Linked DNA regions of Mus musculus: region 1 is linked to region 2. The links are chromatin contacts, called in public Hi-C maps. All regions are on one chromosome and are shown on one strand. The core of a region is the stretch at or near the end of the contact, and the rest is flanking DNA. Distances in the headings are between cores, read along the strand shown.

Region 1 (2,796 bases), core at 289-2,788, 46 kb before region 2:
CACAGATATTATACACATCTAGTTAAGCAATTGTAGTAAAGGCCAAATCCTTCCATTATGTTACTCTTTTAAAACAATTGAAATTGCAATAAAGAAAAGGGAAAGCATTAATACATAGACACATACTGTAAAGAGTGATTAATCAAAAAGCCATCTGTATTAAGAGAGTGCCTGAGAAGAGCAAAGGAGTCAGGCAGCAGGTATAAAACACAAGCCAAGGAGCAGGGAAGCCTGTGTAGTGCCTGTCACTGATGTTGACGGAATGCTTTCTTACATCTCTGCTCGGGGCCAAGGAAAGGGCCACTGTGCCCTGCCTGTCTGAACTTTATAAAGGCAGGACAGAACCGGCCCTGAATCTGGATTTCGACATTTCTACATCCTGCTGGGGTTTGAGAAATTCCCATTGCCCGGGGATTTTGTTAAATAGCTTTAGGGACGTCACCATGGCACCAGCCACACAAGCTCACTCTGCACATTTCAAGTGCACTTGTATTCAGAAAACCCTAGCAGAGTGGGGCTAAGTGGAGGGCTAATGCCCTTCTAATTAAGTTTGTTTCTATAGCATTGCATCATCCTAACTTCCTTTGGTGGATTTTTCTGGAATATGTTGTCATGCATTTTACATAATAAACTCTATCCGGGGTCATGCCCTCCCAAGGAAGAAAGACATACCATTTGTGCAATTAAGAAAATGGGCCTTCTTCATCCTCTTCACGCTGCTGAAGAAAAGCAGCTTGTTTATGGCTGATACTTTGAGTGTACACTGATGGCCTCCTCTGACACATGTAGTCTTTGGGACACATGGGAAGAGCCCGTGAGTGTAAAATAGTGTGTGCCTTCTCGTGTGTCTCCTTCATACAGACCTCCATTGGCCCTGCACAGAGGGACCATCTGCCCATCTGTGGCGCTACCCAGACACATGTTGATTCTGCATGACTATTTGAACATTGAAAACACAGATCAGCACAAGGGTTTGGCATTCTTCTCCTGGTCTTTGGGTCTGACTCACCTACAGGCTGTCTGCACCATGGCTACCGGGCTCTATGCCACTTGTTTGAGAGAGGGTCTTCTGTAGCTTTGAACCCACTAAGTAGCAACGGGTTAACCTTGAGCTTTTGGCCTTCCTGCTTCACCTCCCTCGTGCTGTGACGACTGGCATGCTTCACCATCCCCTGTTTATGCAGTGCTGGGGGCCAAATCTAGGACTGTGTTCATGGCATACAAGCACCCAACAAACCCAGCTACATTCTACTCCCAACACCGGCCTTCTCCCTCCTTTTTTAAATCCTGTCACTCAAACTAGAACCACGATTCAGGAGGTCAGTGTGCACACATGACCTGACCAATAGGAATCCCACCCTGTAAGTGCGCTGTGTTTCAAACACTCCTTATGTGGTTTTGATGATGTTTAGGGTACCTTATCCACCTCAACATATAAAAACCAAGTGTACAATTCAGATGTGTAAGACACGGCTGCTTATCCTGAAGACTTATCTCCCTCAACAGACACAAGTTTTCCTTCAAGGCTGACTGGTGCCTCGTGCTCATTATCAGTTCTAAGCAGTCACACAGGACCACACAGGGCAGGCCAGAAAGTCCAGGCCAAACCAGGCTGGGCCAGGCAGTCCATCTGGAAGGCCACAATCTTCCAAGGCAGAGGAAACTAGAGAAGCCCAGAGCCCCTGTCCTCCAGAGTATTAAAACTCAAATTTCCAGCTTACGTGTTTCTTAACTTCGGTAGGTTAGAGAAGCCCAGGAAGGCTAGGCTCTCCTCCTATTTCACATACCTCAACCCGAGTGCTAAATGGGCACAAGAAATGAGGCTGAGATAAACGGAACGATTCTATGGGGACAGATGTCATTGCCTTTCCAAGGGTAACGTCACCTTGTTTGCCAGACACTTTCTCACGAGTGTTCATGGAGAATGGTGAGGACCAGTCAACCCAGGTGGGCCAGGGAACGTAAGGCGATTTCCTTTCCCTCAGTCCTTCATTTACTTATTTGGCAGGGAATCCAATGGAAGGCCTTGTCCATCCAAGCAAGAGCCTCAAAAAAATCAAATAAAATGTAAACTTTCCAAACAAAGTAACATTACTCAGGGCACAAGAGCCTGGGGGAGGGAAACAGGAGATTGACAGGGCAGTAGAGTCACAGTAAGATCCCTTTAAGCAATTATTTTAAAATATTTATTTTATGTGCATGGGCGTTTTATTGGCATGCATGTCTGTGCACCATGTGCATGCCTGGTGCTCACTGAGACAGGAAGAAAGCAACGGAGTTACAGAGAGCTGTAGGGAATTGAACCCGAGTCTTTGAGAAGATCAGCTAGTGCTCTTAACTGCTGAGCCATCTCTCTAGACCCTTAATATATGAATCGTAACAAGAATCTCCTATTTGAAAATTCTCTTCTCTGCCCAGGGTTCCTGGGAATCGCTGCCTCCTGAGTGCAGGGCAGTGAGCCTGCTTTTATCTCACGCCAGCTCTTGATGAGTTTTCTCCTGTTGGACATGCTCAGTCAAGTCCATGTGCGAAGGGAGGGGCCCAGGTTCCCTAACCTCTAGCAGAAAGGCACAGCTCAGGAGACCAAGTCTGGAACTCACCAGGATACTCAAGTGTGAATGGGACAGAAAAGGAGAATGCTGAGTATCTGGCCATATATAGCTATATATGTATACACACATACACATATACATAAAACTTTGTGGTACAGGATAAATAATGGTCAGGTTAAGGTGGAACATCCCTTCTGAATTTAACACCACAAGAGTTCCTGCTCCCAAGTTTTCTTTCCACACA
Region 2 (2,700 bases), core at 184-2,683:
GGGAGTGTTGCAGAACTGCGTGAACCAAGTGGTTTAAAATTACTCGTATTCCCCTGTCGCCCAAGTGGCATCTTAATGTCAGTCCACTCTACATCCTTGTCCAAGCTTCAGCAAAGCACTGCATACTCGGCAGAAATGTGACCGTTAGCTAAGGCCACACTTCATATGCTACTGCAGTCTGTAGATGTGAAACAGCACCTCTAAAGGGTAATAAGGCTCTATGAGCCAAACCTGGACACTCCCACAAAGATCAATTAGTCTTATTTTTCACTTTAAGGAGGATGGGAGCCCAAAAATGTTTCCTAACTAATTTGTTGCGAGTTTAAAAATACTTAAGGAGTTGGAAACTCAGTAAAGCTCTGCCCTCAACCTCTAATAAAACATCCGCATTAAGCATGGGGACTAGATGTGGGCTGAGCCGTTGCAAAGAAAGGTAACTTGAAGGATTTTAAAATAACTGAAATCTGATGTACACAGCCAAGTGTTGGGGGAGGGAAACATTAGCTGCTGGAAAAAAAGAAAGGCTTTGGCGTCTATAGAGCACACCCTGAGGCTCCCAAGGGGCTAACTCCATCCCAAACACCTCTACGCTGGAGAAGAGAGAGAGAGAGAGAGAGAGAGAGAGAGAGAGAGAGAGAGAGAGAGAGAGCCTGCTAGCCTGCTAGGGTCAGTTTGGGATGAAGGCAGAAATCCTGGCCGCAGTTGCTGGCCTAGACACCTGGCCTCCAGGGTCTTAGGATGCAGAGCAGCCCCCTCCGGCCCCTCTGGACTTGCAGGTGAGCGGACTAGTGCTCACTGGATCTCTGTGTAGACCTTCGATTTCCCCCTCCTTCCTCAAAAAGTGTAACTTCAGGCATCTTCCAGGGAGGAGAGGGGGTTGGGGAGAAGAGCAGAAAAAACAGGCCCCAGCATCTCCGGGGGTTTTGAAGGTAGGGAAGGAGAATGGCCATCCCTGCAGCAACCGCGTTTTCTCCTAGTACGCCCCTCCCCCAGTCCCCAGAACCTAGCGGCCAGGCTGTACTGGGCTCCCGGCTGGGGGTCCCTGGCGCGGACGCCAGGGCCCGCGTGGGTTGGGTGGGGTTGGGGTTAGCGGGATCCCCGAACCGCACGCTGAGTAGGCGACCACAATGTGCCTGTCCCAGAGCCCTGGGGAAGCAGGGTCACGAACGAGGGAGGGTGGACGGGTCCAGGCTGGGGCGCGCCCAGAGAACCGAGGCTAGTGGCAGGGTGCTGGCCGTCCCTCTCCATCCCTCCGCGGGTCCCCGGCACTTACCTCTGGGGGCGAGGGTATCCGCAGAAAAGGATGCCAGGGCGCGGCGAGCTGTGTCCGGGTTGGGCTCAGCGGCGGCAAGCGACCGCGGCGTCGCTGCTCATGGCTTGTCGCGCTCAGAGTGCTGCGGCCACGGCCGCGGCGGCGCCTCGGTCCTCGTCTTCTTCGCGGGCTCTGAGCCGGGACGCAGCTAACGCCCCAGCTCCGCAGCCCTGTTCCTCCTCCCCGGTGCCTCCCCGCCTGCAAGCGGAGCCGCCTCCAGCGCCGCCCCGCGCGCCGCCTGGCCCGCGGCAGCCAGCGCCGCCCAGCGCCCAGCCCCGGGGTCGCCGTCGGCTGCCGAGCCGCCGCCGCGGTGCCAGCCCCGCTGTGACGCAGGCAGCGATGCCCGGGAACTTCCTCCTCTGCCGAGACCACCAGGCGTCCAGGGCAGGCGGGCCCGCGCTGGGCGGGCCCCGGGTTCCCCACCGGGAAATCAAGCCTCTCCGCGGCTGGATGATTCCGCTGCTCAGAGCTGCCTACCTGGTTGGCACAGCAGGGAAGATCGGTCCTCTGCCTCCTGTGTGCAACCCTAACAATGCCAAAAAGCGGGTGGTTTCTGTGAGCCCGCCATCCGCTCTTACACCGCAGCTCCTCCCTGGGCTAAGTTGAAGCAGAGCGGCTGCTGCTAAAAATAGCCCTCCTGGGAACTCCCAGAGGGTCAGGTTGGAGATAACCCCTCCCCAGAGAATGAAAGGTCCAGGAAGCGGGTGGAGAGGGGGCGGTGGTATATATGAGGGGAACAGGGAAGAACGAAAAAAATCCGATGCCCGTAGTTTACAAAGCCTTAAGACCCTGGGCAACCTCAATCCCATTGACCAGCTGGCAGGAGTCCCTCGTTACTGGACCCTGCAAGATGGGCTTCTGGGCTTTGAGCAGCAGGTGCCGTTCCATATGAAAGCTCCGCCTACGATTTTGTGTGGGCAGAGGTGGGGATCGTGTGTGTGTGTGTGTGTGTGTGTGTGTGTGTGTGTGTGCAAAAGAGTTAACAATGTGCCCCGAACCACCTGTTGTTTAGACGATGTAGGGGAGGGATTCTCTCCCAGCCATTGATCTGAGCCTTGGGTTTGTCTGCCTATCTCTCTGCCCAATTATAGTTTAAAAGCACAAACTAGCATCTTGAAAGCTGGCATCTCCCTAAAAAGAAAAATTGCCTATTGGGGGAAAAAGTGCAGATAAGATCACTGTAGCAGTCGAGAGAGAGAGAGAGAGAGAGAGAGAGAGAGAGAGAGAGAGAGAGAGAGAGAGAGTTTGTCAGTAACCAGCTGGCTGTCCTCAGAGCACTTGACGCAGATAAAGAATTACTCTGCCCTGGCAGTCTGGGAGAGACAGAAGAGGACAAAAACGGGCAGCCAGCAGCCATTAACTAGTTTGTGTGCTCCTGCATGGTGAGT

The links. A called contact is a pair of places that touch in the nucleus more often than the background predicts.
Region 1: a Hi-C map of the G1E-ER4 cell line shows a contact between it and region 2, with 1.9 times the contacts expected there. The contact joins the enhancer-like site here to the promoter of Lrrc8c in region 2. A contact is called at or near these places in 2 of 39 promoter capture datasets (the C10 cell line and the HPC-7 cell line), 3 of 15 datasets of contacts at CTCF or cohesin (CD8 T cells, the G1E-ER4 cell line and the NIH/3T3 cell line), 25 of 484 Hi-C or Micro-C datasets (CD4 T cells, CD8 T cells, the G1E-ER4 cell line and 15 more), 11 of 115 datasets of contacts at active chromatin or transcription factors (the 230-238 cell line, CD8 T cells, the HPC-7 cell line and 7 more) and 3 of 9 other capture datasets (adipose tissue, liver and pancreatic islet).

The regions. Positions count from the first base shown.
Region 1 is chr5:105,564,708-105,567,503 of GRCm38.p6, reverse strand. The region is part of intron 2 of Lrrc8c (leucine rich repeat containing 8 family, member C); the gene reads right to left. Among named protein-coding and RNA genes, the nearest start is that of Lrrc8c, 47 kb to the right of the region's middle. Within about 2 kb of position 1,538, at least 29 of the 459 cell types and tissues checked have an H3K27ac peak or open chromatin away from gene starts, as enhancers often do. A contact at or near this core is called in the G1E-ER4 cell line, erythroblasts and fetal liver, where this site is marked.
Region 2 is chr5:105,518,204-105,520,903 of GRCm38.p6, reverse strand. It overlaps Lrrc8c (leucine rich repeat containing 8 family, member C), which reads right to left and starts at 1,433. Exons shown (of 4, transcript NM_133897.2): 1 at 1,274-1,433.